Regions from separate parts of the Sus scrofa genome. Here region 2 is linked to region 1. Evidence: chromatin contacts called from public Hi-C data. All regions are on one chromosome and are shown on one strand. Each heading gives the region's core, a stretch centred on a gene start, on an enhancer-like site or on the middle of the called end of the contact. The rest is flanking DNA. Distances are from core to core; before and after follow the strand shown. Region 1 overlaps LPP (lipoma-preferred partner). Region 2 overlaps TPRG1 (tumor protein p63-regulated gene 1 protein).

Region 1 (6,226 bases), core at 1,430-3,929:
AAGCTTTAGAACCCTACAATGGAAATAATAGGGAGGAGGACTTTCCTTTGCAATCTTCAAGGGCAGAACTAGGACCAGAGGTAGACCTGGGGTGCAGCAGGTTTCACCTGAATATAGTAAAATATCTTTTAATCCAAAAGAAATACAAGTGACCCTACAAATAAAACATATTCCCACCTCCACCATATGTTAAAGCCAAAGCAATCTAATGGCTGCCTGAGAGGACAGATCTATACCAGGGACACTGCTACCAAGACTTATGTTTTTCCAGAGAGTTGAGGGTTATATTTTGTTTGTTTTTTCATTGTGTGAACATATGTTTCATATCTCTTATTAAATGTGTGCATTTGGGCATTTTAGCTTTATTCCCCTGCAAAAGGGACCTTCTCCCACTGTATTTTCTAACCTGCTGTTATGCTTAAAACTATCAGTGTTTGTATATTTAATTTGAGCCACCTCAATAAATGTCATACTTATCATTTATTCAGTAAGTAGTCATTGAATGCCTCATTTGCACCTCAACCACGTTAGACACCATGAATTGAATGGTGACCAGCGAAGAGTTCCTGCTCTTGAGGTCAAATTGGCTAGTTGGCAAGGTAACTCTGATGATGCCTCCCTAGAAAAAACATTTGTTTAATTTGTTTTTCTGTTTGTTCTTCACCATTCCTTTCCAGAGACTCCTAACTCAAAAGTGGTTAAGGAAGAGGTCCTATTTAATGACAACTGGTTACCATTCAAGCGATGTGATCAGATTGTTACAGATTTTTCCTCCCTGAGGGCACATTTTTAAAACTTTAAGTACTAACTAAACTCCATGGCTAAAGATTATAAATTCCTAAGATTAAAAAATATGTCCACATTTTATGAGAGCAGATTTCTAATCAAAATAAAGACAAACTTTCCAAAAACTCAGAACTGTCCAAAGACAGAAAGGGCAGTTTCAGTTTCACACACTAAAAATATTCAAGAAAAGCATGAAAAACATCTTGTTAGACGTGATAGGAACTCAAGTATCAGAGGAGAGATTGGACTGTCTCAGTGGTTCTAAGACTTGGAAAATGTTTTTAAAAAAGAAAAGGTGCCTATCCTAGACCAATTATATTAGAATTATCTGAGAGTGAAGGCCAAGTCTCAGCATTTTTTTAAAGTTCCCCAGGTGATTCTTGCATGTCGTGAAGGTAGAGAACTACTGAGACATTTAAAGTCCTCTGCAATATAGCACAGGTTGTGTTCTAAAAAGTTTGTGGATTTTTAAGCCCTTAAGTAAGAGTACAACACAGCCATAAAGTGGCACAGGCTCTTCCACTTTAGGAAGGTCATCAAGGAGAAAAGCACTGGGCAACAATATTGCCTATAACAAGTCCAAGTTCTAAGATGTGCTCATGAGGGAGAAAAGCTAGAACTATCAGTAATTTACTGGATACAGACAGAGAAAGGGAGACACACATTTTGAGATTCCAGAGACCATTATTCCATCAAGGTCTCTATGGAATAGTTGTACTAAGATATGCATTTTAGGTTATTAGGAGTTCTTGCTTCTTTTCTTCCCTTTATATATGTTTTTAAACAGAACCCCCCCCCCCAATCACAATCTCAACTTTTGTAAAGTTGCAGTTAAGTTAATGAAATGTTTGCAAAATTCAGTGGGATTTTGGGAAGACTGGCAGGAGAGACAGCTTAGTAAAATTATAATATCAAAGCTAAGGCAGTGGCTTTGGTATTGAACATAGTTCTACCAAAGGCATAAAAAGCAAGGGTATAATAAGCTCATGGCCCCCACTGCATGCCTATGATTTCCAAGTACCATAAAATGCTAACACTATAACACCAGAAAACATCCTATTTTTAGTACTTGAGGTTGTTTTTGAAAATTGCCATGCCATTGAAACTTTTTTTTTTTTAAACTACATCTTTTCCATCCCTTCACATAATGATCATTGACCAAGATACCCTAGAGCCAAACGCAAACAGTGACAGCAAGGTTGGCAGAACCTGGGAAGGGAAAAGTCCACCTATCCCCTTCAGTGGCTCAGAGGAAGAGAAAGGTAAATGGGGAATAGAAAGGTGAGTACATTGGTCATGGCCAGAGTGAAAGCTGGCATTGGCCCCAAGAGAAAAATGCAGAAGTTCTGACTCTCAGCCCTTATTGCAAACCACCCGTCATTCTCACTTCCCCTGCCAGCAGAGCTGACTTTTGCCAGGGAGGGAAGAACTAGTTTCACAAGCAATTATCATAATAAGAAAAAAGGGTGGGGTATGAGGGAATCATAGGCACAGTGGATTGTTTTTTGACTATAAGATCACTGTCAGGCTTTCAAAAGAAATGAATTTGTTCCCTCAACGTTTTACTAGACCAGTTTATAATAAAAATCAAATCAGTAAGTATGACTTGCATTGATATAGCTGAACCTTCGACTCAGGAATACGAAAAGCTCCAGAGGATGGAGAGAGGCAAACTTGACCTGAACAGTTAAGTTGCAAAAACATAAAAGCTATCATAAAAGACACCACAAATGAGCTAGGGCAGGAAAGCAAATACGGATTTTCTACAGCCATTAATTGCCATATTACCATTATTATCATTACATAACACAGTAGCATATGGGCAGTATTAAATGGTGTATTTTCCAAAGAGAGTCTGGCCAACTGGGTTAGGCAATGGCCTCCTTGAATCAAAACCTATCGCTCCTTGAGGCTTGCATAGCTGCCTTGATTAAACACAGTGGCAGGCTCCACAGTTGAACGGACGATTCTTCTTTTTTTGAAGGGAGGTAGAATAGAGTAATTGCCAGATGTTTGCAATTTTAGCTATAAAAAGATGGCTGCTTTCCATTCCTGAGTATGTTGAATCTTTTTTTTTTTCTTTCTACCCAAGCTATTGTGGTTCACTAAAATAGGCCACTGCACTGATGAATCATCATTCAAAACTGCATTAATGGAAGCAGAACAAATATGACATTTTAAATTCACATATAAGAGGAATAAGTAAAAATGTATGGGTAATAATTACATGCCAGGCAATAGAAAGCATATTATAGTATAAAGGACTCAGGAATCTCCTTGATTGCTTTGTACCTGTAGAACCGGGTACAAGCAGTTTCATCACAGAACTTCCATCGCCTCAATAATCAAATGTGAATGAATATCTGTGTGGCCTCCCTCTCAGAGGAAAGAACCCATGCCTTATCCATCTCTATGCCTCACCTTATAAATGCACTGCCCAGAGGAGATGTGCAAACAAATATGAACATGTTATCAAAACCATATATTGTGATATAATTGTGTCTACATGTTATATTGTACAGTCATTGCATTTTTTAATGTAATTATTAGAACCCCCACTTCCATCACCACCAAATTCTCAGTTCTCTTTTTAGACTCTACCTCCTAATATGGCAAGAGGAAAAGGGAAAGCTGGCTTTCATTTAACCAACATTGATATAAATGGCTTGGGAGACTGGTGACCTCTAAAACAGGGGAGGTTATCTTTCTTAATGAGTGGAGTTAAGCATCTCTTTGAGGATCTGATGACATATGGACCCTCTCCCTGAAAAAGTTATACACATAGACCAAGAGTAAACACAATTTTAAGAGACTGGCTAAATTTCAAATATGAATCCCAGAGATGAATAGGACCCAAGATAAAATTCCTAGCAAATCAATTAATTATTTTCCTGTAATGATATAATTACTAACATCTCTAAAATCTCTCTGCCTCATTTGATAATCTGGAAAACAAAAAAGACTTTTTAAATTAATAAAAATCACTGGTTTACTTTATAGTTTTCATTACATAATGTTCACTTACATTATTATCTATAATACTAATTCAATAAAAAAAAATGCTCCTTCTTTGGGAGCTCCCATCATGGCTCAGCAGTAACAAACCCAACTAGCATCCATGAGGACTAGGGTTCCCTCCCTGGCCTCACTCAGTGGGTTAAGGATCTGGCGTTGCCATGAGCTGTGGCGTAGGAAAGTAGCTGCAGCTCCAATCCAACCCCTAGCCTGGTAATGTCCATGTGACTCAGTTGAGGCCCTAAAAAGCCAAAAACAAAACAAAAAAAAAAAAAACAAAAAACAAAAAACAAAAAACAAAACCCTCCTTCTTAAAGAGATACCATAAAAATGAATCCTTTCTTCTTCTATATTGATATAGTTCAAGTAACGTTTCTCTCCGAGAAAGGTGTTTTGCATTCAGAAAAAGGACCTATCAACATAGTATAATTTAACAGGAATAAAACAAGATAATCCTAAAGTGTCAATTAGCAAAGCATTATCATAGAATAAAAAAGGATAAAACCAAGGTGTTTTCAAAATTGGCCAACCATAGTTATATTTGGACAATTATGATTAAAAATCTATGGATGAAAAAACTATGAATTATTACTCCTAGGGTTAATATTCACACTTTAATTTTAATAATAATAATAGCAACAATAAAGATGGCAGCTTCCATCAATTTGACCATTATCTTGTGACAGACACTCTGCCAATTTATTTGCTTAATTTTAAAAACAACTCTTAGAGATATATGTACCTCTATTTTAATGTAAGAACAAATTGAAAGAGCTTAGGTAGCCACTTAAACTAGTAAGGCCAAATTCCTAGAGAAGTAAAGGGTAAAATCAAAACTTGAACTCAGATCTACCTGAGGTTAATCTACATCCTGCCACCCCAATACCTCCCCTCTTTTAACCTTCTGATCTGGTCCTGGCCCCAAGAAACTTCAATTAAACCATCTGAGAAGTTGAACATAAAGCCACTTCACAAACAGAATTTATAGCTTTATATTTTTAGTTACATTATCATTTTCATTTGTCAGGTTTCTAATGAAAATAAAAACTGTTTAAGGGCTGGAATGTGTTTTTACTCTTTTCCCATCTGTTATAGAGCCCTGTTTAATAAAAATGGTATGAGATAAATCTGAATTGGGCCTAGTAGGGGAACTGAAGTAAGGCAGAGGGTGAGATATGAAAATGCAAATTCAGTCTACCAGGAACCACATTGGGTGGGTATGTATGACACTTCAAATGGTGACATTTCAAGATACACATCATATAACTTGGAGATTTCTTTCTCAGTAAATAATTTTTACAGAGGAAGCACTTAATACACCACAGGACATGATAATATATGAACATATTAATAACAAAAATATCAGTAAACTTAAATGTAATTTTAATCTCATTTTAATATCAATAAAACCATCAATGACATCTAACAAGCTAAGCAAGATGACATAATTCACCAGAATTAATGGATATGTCAAGTGATTTTCCAAAGACTCTCTGAAATAATGTCTTCTTGGTAATGACGTATAGGAATCACTTTGGTTGTTTTAACTTTCATCCATCATTCCATATACACCAATGCACAGGTGATTCTAAGCAATTTTCACATGTTATTTCAATTTCCATACAGCTCTGAATGGTCATGATTAAGAAAAATAATGGTGAGAATTTTTTCTTCTTTTAATAGAAAATAATAATAGCACTAACATGAGATACAACTTAGTGTTGAGGAAAAGCTCTGTAATTGAAGGTAAAAAGCAAGGATTCAAATCCCAGCTTTGCCCTGTGCTGATTGTTTCACTTTGTGTTATAATCTCTGTAGACCCAGGGTCATAATAACCAACTTTTACAGTGTAACTAAAAAGGTTAGATTAACAGCAAAGCAGAGTGGACTTTAGAAGAAATGACTAATAAATCCACTAAGGGAGTTCCCACTGTAGCTCAGTGGGTTAACAACCTGATACTTTCTCTGTCAGGATGCGGGTTCAATCCCTGGCCTCGCTCAGTGGGTTAAGGATCTGGCATTGCCACAAGCTGCAGCGTAGACTGCAGATAAGGCTGGGATCCAGTGTTGCTATGGCTGCGGCACAGGCCTCAGATGCAGCTCTGATTCAGCCCCTGGCCCAGGAACTTCCATATGCCACAGGTGCAGTCATAAAAAGAAAAAAAAAAAATCCATTAAAAAGTTTTTCATTCTTCCAACAACATTCTGCCATAGAAATCATTTTAGTAATAGCAATAATCAACATTTACTATAAAGCAGTTATTCAATATCACCTGCCCATGCTTTACTTAAAGGAAAATACTAAAATTTTGGTCAAATGTGGCTTCTATGTTTATAAGCTTCACCAATGGTCCTCTGAATTTCAGATTTTTTTTTTCATTTGTCTCCAGGAAGCTTAATAATAAAGGAACCATAATACATTACA
Region 2 (6,226 bases), core at 1,849-4,348, 510 kb before region 1:
CTTACATAAGCAAACATTACTTAATTACATTCCTATTAATGCACTGACTCTGTAATGAATTTTGAGGCATTTAATTATCAATTTGACAAGATAATCTAGGGGTAGTTAATGATTATACCAGTAAATTGTTTTTAAAAATCACTGACAATTATTAAGTCTCGTAACAGACATCAAATTAACTTACTGGAGCTGTCTGGTTAAATAGACAGCAGTTAATTATGCAGTACTTACACAGGCCTCAGATTTTAATGTGCAAGCCTTTTTAATTGCGTAACGTCAAAAGTGTTGTGTAAGGGAACAGTTTACCCATGGGGAATGTTCCTATTCTTTGCAGTGTGACCACTGAACAAGCAGAAGCATGATCTGTGATGCTTAGCTTGGTCTGTCCCACTTTTCATCTTAGAACAGGAAGATAGAACTCCCTAAAAGAAACAAATGATTGTCATATGCGGTCGGGCTATGGGGCTATTCAAACTCTCTCTCAGAAGGAACTATGGAAAAGTGGTCAGATACAAATGTTTAGGATAATGATGGCAATATTGGCCACTGCAGGAGCTATAACTATGGGCCAGACACCATTCAAGGTACCTTATGGGGAGTATCTCTTTAAATGGACAAAAGACAGAAAATCCCACCAATAGGAATGTTTCCCTTGGAATGCTTAATGGAGGAGGAGGAATAAGAATTTACACATACCAGGCCACTGAGATAGCCTCATTGTAACTTAAAATGAGGCTGCTGGCCAAATGCCTGGAACCAGACAGAGAGCAAAGGTGCCAGTACTGAAGACATAAACCCAGTCAATGATCATTTACTTTTCACGGGTCCTCAGTACCTATTTTTCCAACTCTTCTCCAACCCAGATTCAGGGTTCCAGGAGACCTATATCTCCCAGATGGCTGGGCCACTTGTCACTTTTTTTTTTTTTTTTTGGCCACACCCACAGCATGCAAAAATTCACCGGGCAGTGATCAAACCCATGCTACAGCTGTACCCTGAGCTGCAGCAGGGACAACACCAGATCCTTAACCCACTTAACCACCAGGGAACTCCCTAGGCCACTTTTTATTTAATGAGCAGTAGAAAGGTGAGACTTTACAAAGCAACTTTATCCTAAAATTCATAGTTCCAGATTTGACCTTCTTTCTTGAGACTGACTTATTCACCCTATATTTTACCATCATCAAAACCCAAGTGTCTTGGGTCCTACTCCTATTAGCTGCCACACTGCAGTGACTGCTAACACAAATTAAATACTCAAGAGTATGTCTTGAGTTGAAATGCATTGAACTGAATAGGATTGGATTGGATTAGACGGGACTGCACTGGATTGCATTACATTAGACTGGACTATATGCATTAAACTAGACTGTATGGACTATATAGAACCATGTGTGGAAGGAGAACAGACTCTAAAACCTATGTTTCTTTACTTTTAGGCCAAGGCACTAATAAAGCAGCATGAGGCCTATGCACGGACTCTGTGGTCAAACTACAAAGTCCTAAATTCAAATCTCAGTGCCACCACTTACCAGCTCTGTGATGTAGAGTAAGCTCCTAAATCTCCTTGCACCCCCTTGAGTAAAGCTGGGACAATAATAGTACTTACTTTATAGGACTGCTATGAAAATGCATTCAATTACTTCTTGTAAAGTCTTTGGGATAATGCATGGCACATAGAATGCACTACAAAAGTAGTTTTAAAATAAAAATAATTTAAAAAAACTAAAGTACCGCTTTGAATTGTATTTTACTTTACATTTTACAAAGCCCATTTACCTATGGCAGCTCACATCACACTTGTACGGGAAAGATGATCCTTATTGATCCCATCTTGTCAATAAGAAAACCAAAGCTCATAAAAGCAAGTACAGATCAAGAAGTCAAGCAGGAGATTTCCCTTTATGGCTCAGTGGTTAACAAACCCAACTAGGATCCACGAGGACACAGGTTCAATCCCTGGCCTCGTTCAGTGGGTTAAGGATCTGGCATTGCCATGAGCTGTGGTATAGATCACAGACATGGCTCAGATTCTGTGTTGCTGTGGCTGTGGCAGAGGCTGGCAGCTGTAGCTCTGATTTGACTCCTAGCCTGCGAACATCCAATATGTCTCGGGTATGGCCCTAAAAAGAAAAAAAAAAGAAAGAAGAAGAAGTCAAGCAGAAAAGCAAAGCTCATAAAAGCAAGTACAGATCAAGAAGTCAAGCAGGGAGTTCCCATCGTGGCGCAGTGGTTGACGAATCCGACTAGGAACCATGAGGTTGCGGGTTCGGTCCCTGCCCTTGCTCAGTGGGTTAACGATCCGGCGTTGCCGTGAGCTGTGGTGGAGGTTGCAGACGTGGCTCGGATCCCGCGTTGCTGTGGCTCTGGTGTAGGCCGGCGGCTGCAGCTCCGATTCGACCCCTAGCCTGGGAACCTCCATATGCCGAGGGAGCGGCCCAAGAAATAGCAACAAAACAACAACAACAAAAAAAAAAAAAAAAAAAAAAAGAAGCAGGACCTAAATAATCATAGGACTTGAACCCTCTTCTGTCGTATTTAAAACATATTTTCAGTTCAGTTAAGTATGATATCACGACAGTTTTCATATGTAGTCCTGACTGCAGTGTATGCCATTAATCACCTGATAGGCAAGAGTTACGTAAAGGACAGTATCCTCAGTGGTACTGGACTAGGCTTTTTCTTGCCCAGTACCAGGCAAAGCAAAGGACTGCAGCCTGGACTCAGATGAAAGGTCTCTGATGTGGTGAGATAGAAATAGTGAAGGAGTCAGGAAACCTGAATTCTGGCCTAGACTCAGCCACTAGCTTTTGTCGTATTCAAAACAAACACTGATTAAGGGCTTACTCTGTGCCATGCACTGCCTTCATATCACTTAAACCTCACAGCAAACAGGGGGCATAGAGACTTTTATTATTCTATTTTGCAGATGAGGAAACCAAGGTGTAGAGTAGATGAGTAACTTGTTCAGGTCAAATTACTAGTATGTGTGATAATAAATCTTATTTGTCGAATGAGGGCATTGGACTAGTATGACCTCAAAGGTACTTTCCAACCCAGTCCATCCATAATTCAGGGAGCTCTTGCCTAATCCTCGCTCCTCTGGGGGGTAATTCTGTGGTTCTGGGCAGCTCGACGTCAAACCTCAGACATCTCAAGGCCTCCTGGGATACCAGGATTGAAAAACTGGTGAACTGTTGCATAATGTGGGATTTTCTAATCATCGAAAGAATGAAACTTAAGTGAAAAATAGGCAAAAGATAAAAACCCCAACTCTTCCCCAGCTTACCAATTTCATTGGTAATCATTTATGCATTTGTAAACATGAGGTTTATTCCATTTTTCAATTTTCTTTCTTCACTTATGTTTATTTACTATCATAAACATTTTCCCAATAATCATGGCTAAAAGTCTTCATAATTATCATGATTATTATTTTCATGACTACATAAACATCAGCAGTAACTATTTACATTTTTATAAAATATATAAATATATTTTAAATTTACAGTTATATTTACATATTTATAACAATGTAATAAATATTGGCCAAAATATTGTAATAAAATGATTCCCCCTGTTGCTAAATTATTTAATCAGTTTTTGGTGTATTTGCTATTTTATATATAGTGCTGCAGTGAACATCTTTGCACAGTTCATTCTCCTTATCAGGTATATTGTTTACACAGCATGCATTCCCCAGAAGGCAAGGCTAAGGCCAAGAGCAGACCCACATTTGTGGCTCATACACTCTGTAGATGGAGTGTGTAATGTTGATAGTGACCACAAATGGCCCTGCACTGTTAAAATCATGAGACATTGAGCAGTGAAAGCTGGTTCCAGATTGTGAGTGAATACGACTGGTTTTCTAAAGTGAACGAACATTAAATTAACAGAGGTTTTGAATACTGAATTTTTGGTGCTTGGCTCCACAGCAAAGCTTACTTAACTATCAAGAGGGAAAAGGTTTGTGAGAAGTGCCTGCAAGAAACAGACTTACAGGAATTAAAAAGATTTTACGAGAAGTTTAAAAAGATCAGACCCTCAAGAGAGTTGTACTCAGGAAACATAAGCAAACTAATTCTCTTGAACCTCACTTTAGTATTTTTATCTTAATACTAAAGAAATGTACTGCCACCACTGTCAGCTAGTCAGAAAAGGTGATATATGAATGCATATTTTTTAACTGATGACATTCATTTGCCAGTCAATGGGCCAAGTCCTTTCTTTAAGCCTCTTCCAGAGTTCCTTCTCATTTTTCTTCACTAAACCACCCATAATGTATTCTCCATTACTTCCAGATACAGGTATTTTTGTTTTTATTTTGGTTGCTTTTGTTTTATTTTTCTTTAAAAACTTTCAGAGTTCTTCCAGCTTTTAATTTTTTGTCCCTCCTTATGGTTGCTTCATCCTTAAATTAATGATAAGAGTATTTTTTAGGAATTCATCTCCTTTAAGCCTTTCTAGAGCAATTAATTTAATAGTCATTGAAAAAATCTCTTTATTTTCAAAAATGATACAAAAGGACTTATTTAAAAAGCAAACTCCCAGATTTCAAAACCAATCTAATGGTAACCCTAGAAGTTGTTGGGGGGGAAGAATTGGGAGGGTGGGAATAATACATACCACTACTGTATAAAATAGATGATTAATGAGAACCTAATGTATCACACAGGAAAACCTACTCAATAGTTTGTAATAACTTATATTGGAAAAAAGAATGTATATATTATATGTACGACTGATTCACTTGGCTGTACACCTGAAACCAATACAACATTGTGAATTAACTACAATCCAATAAAATTAATTTTTTGATTTTCACATTCATACTTCATTTGTCTGCATAATGTTTAAGTTATATAATTGTATTAATTAATGCAACTGTCATAAACAATTTTGAGTAAAAGATCAAATGACCCTTGGTAAGCATGCAACTCAACTGGTGGGAGGAGAGGGGAACCAGGACCCCACAGAGTAGCCTCACAGCCCTGAGTATTTAGTGTGCTAAGGGGATCTGTCATGCTTTACAAAAGGAAAGGTTAATGGTCAGTTAAGTGGAAGTTACATCTGAAGACTAATGAGTGTTCCTCAACACGTCAACATGGAAGAGAAGGACAGAAGGAGAGAATGAGAATTGAATTACTGTATCCTGAATGCAGAAGCATCCAAAGAAGATATACAGATGGCCAACAGTCACATGAAAAAGTGTTCAAATAATAATCACTAATTATTAGAGAAATGCAAATCAAAACTACATTGAGGTACCACCTCATACCAGTCAGAATGGCCATCGTTAGTAATTCTACAAACAACAAATGCTGGAGAAGTGGGGAAAAAGGGAACCCTCCTACACTGTTGGTGGGAATGTAAATTGGTACAATCACTGCAGAAAACAGTATGGAGGTACATCAGAAAACTAAATATTGAATTACCATACGATCCAGCAATCCTACTCCTGGGCATAAATCCCAACAAGGAGTTCATTGAAAAAGACACATGCACCCTATGTTCATTGCAGTACTATTCACAATAGCCAAGACATGGAAAACAACCTAAATGTTCATCAACAGATGAATAGATTAAGAAGATATGGTTCATATATACAATGGAACACTACTCAGCCATTAAAAGAAAAAATGCCATTTGCAATAACATGAATGGAACTAGAGACTCTCGTACTACATGAAGTAAGTCAGAAGGAGAAAGACAAATACCATATGATATCACTTAATATCTTGAATCTAATATATGGCACAAATGAACCTATTTATAGAAAATAAACAAACTCGTGGACATGGAGAAAAGACTTGTGGTTGCCAAAAGGGAGAGAAAGGGAGTGTGAGGGACTGGGAGTTTGGGGTTAGTAGATGCAAACTATTGCATTTGGAATGGATAGGCAATGACATTCTGCTGTATAGCCCAGGGAACTACATCTGATCACTTGTGATGGAACATGATGGAGGATAATGTGAAAAAACGAATGTATATATATGTGTACAACTGGGTTACTTTGCTGAACAGCAGAAAATGACAGAATATAGTAATCAACTATAATTTAAAAATTAAAAAAAGAAGCAATGTATATCTACTGTCTCTAGGTCATCAAGGAGCCAAAGAAACACCAACTCTATGAAAACAGAACTTGCATCTTTCACTTTCTCAGAAACTTCATTCCAAGGCTAATTCAGTGATTTGTAAGAATTATGAGGTGGTAGTAGATCCT

The links. A called contact is a pair of places that touch in the nucleus more often than the background predicts.
Region 2: a Hi-C map of embryonic fibroblasts shows a contact between it and region 1, with 3 times the contacts expected there. The contact joins two enhancer-like sites. A contact is called at or near these places in 1 of 47 Hi-C or Micro-C datasets (embryonic fibroblasts) and 2 of 2 datasets of contacts at active chromatin or transcription factors (alveolar macrophages and skeletal muscle).

The regions. Positions count from the first base shown.
Region 1 is chr13:126,025,379-126,031,604 of Sscrofa11.1, reverse strand. All of the region lies in intron 3 of LPP (lipoma-preferred partner), which reads right to left. Among named protein-coding and RNA genes, the nearest start is that of LPP, 250 kb to the right of the region's middle. Within about 2 kb of position 2,679, at least 5 of the 83 cell types and tissues checked have an H3K27ac peak or open chromatin away from gene starts, as enhancers often do. A contact at or near this core is called in alveolar macrophages and embryonic fibroblasts, where this site is marked.
Region 2 is chr13:126,540,308-126,546,533 of Sscrofa11.1, reverse strand. The region is part of intron 1 of TPRG1 (tumor protein p63-regulated gene 1 protein); the gene reads right to left. Among named protein-coding and RNA genes, the nearest start is that of TPRG1, 13 kb to the right of the region's middle. Within about 2 kb of position 3,098, at least 6 of the 83 cell types and tissues checked have an H3K27ac peak or open chromatin away from gene starts, as enhancers often do. A contact at or near this core is called in alveolar macrophages and embryonic fibroblasts, where this site is marked.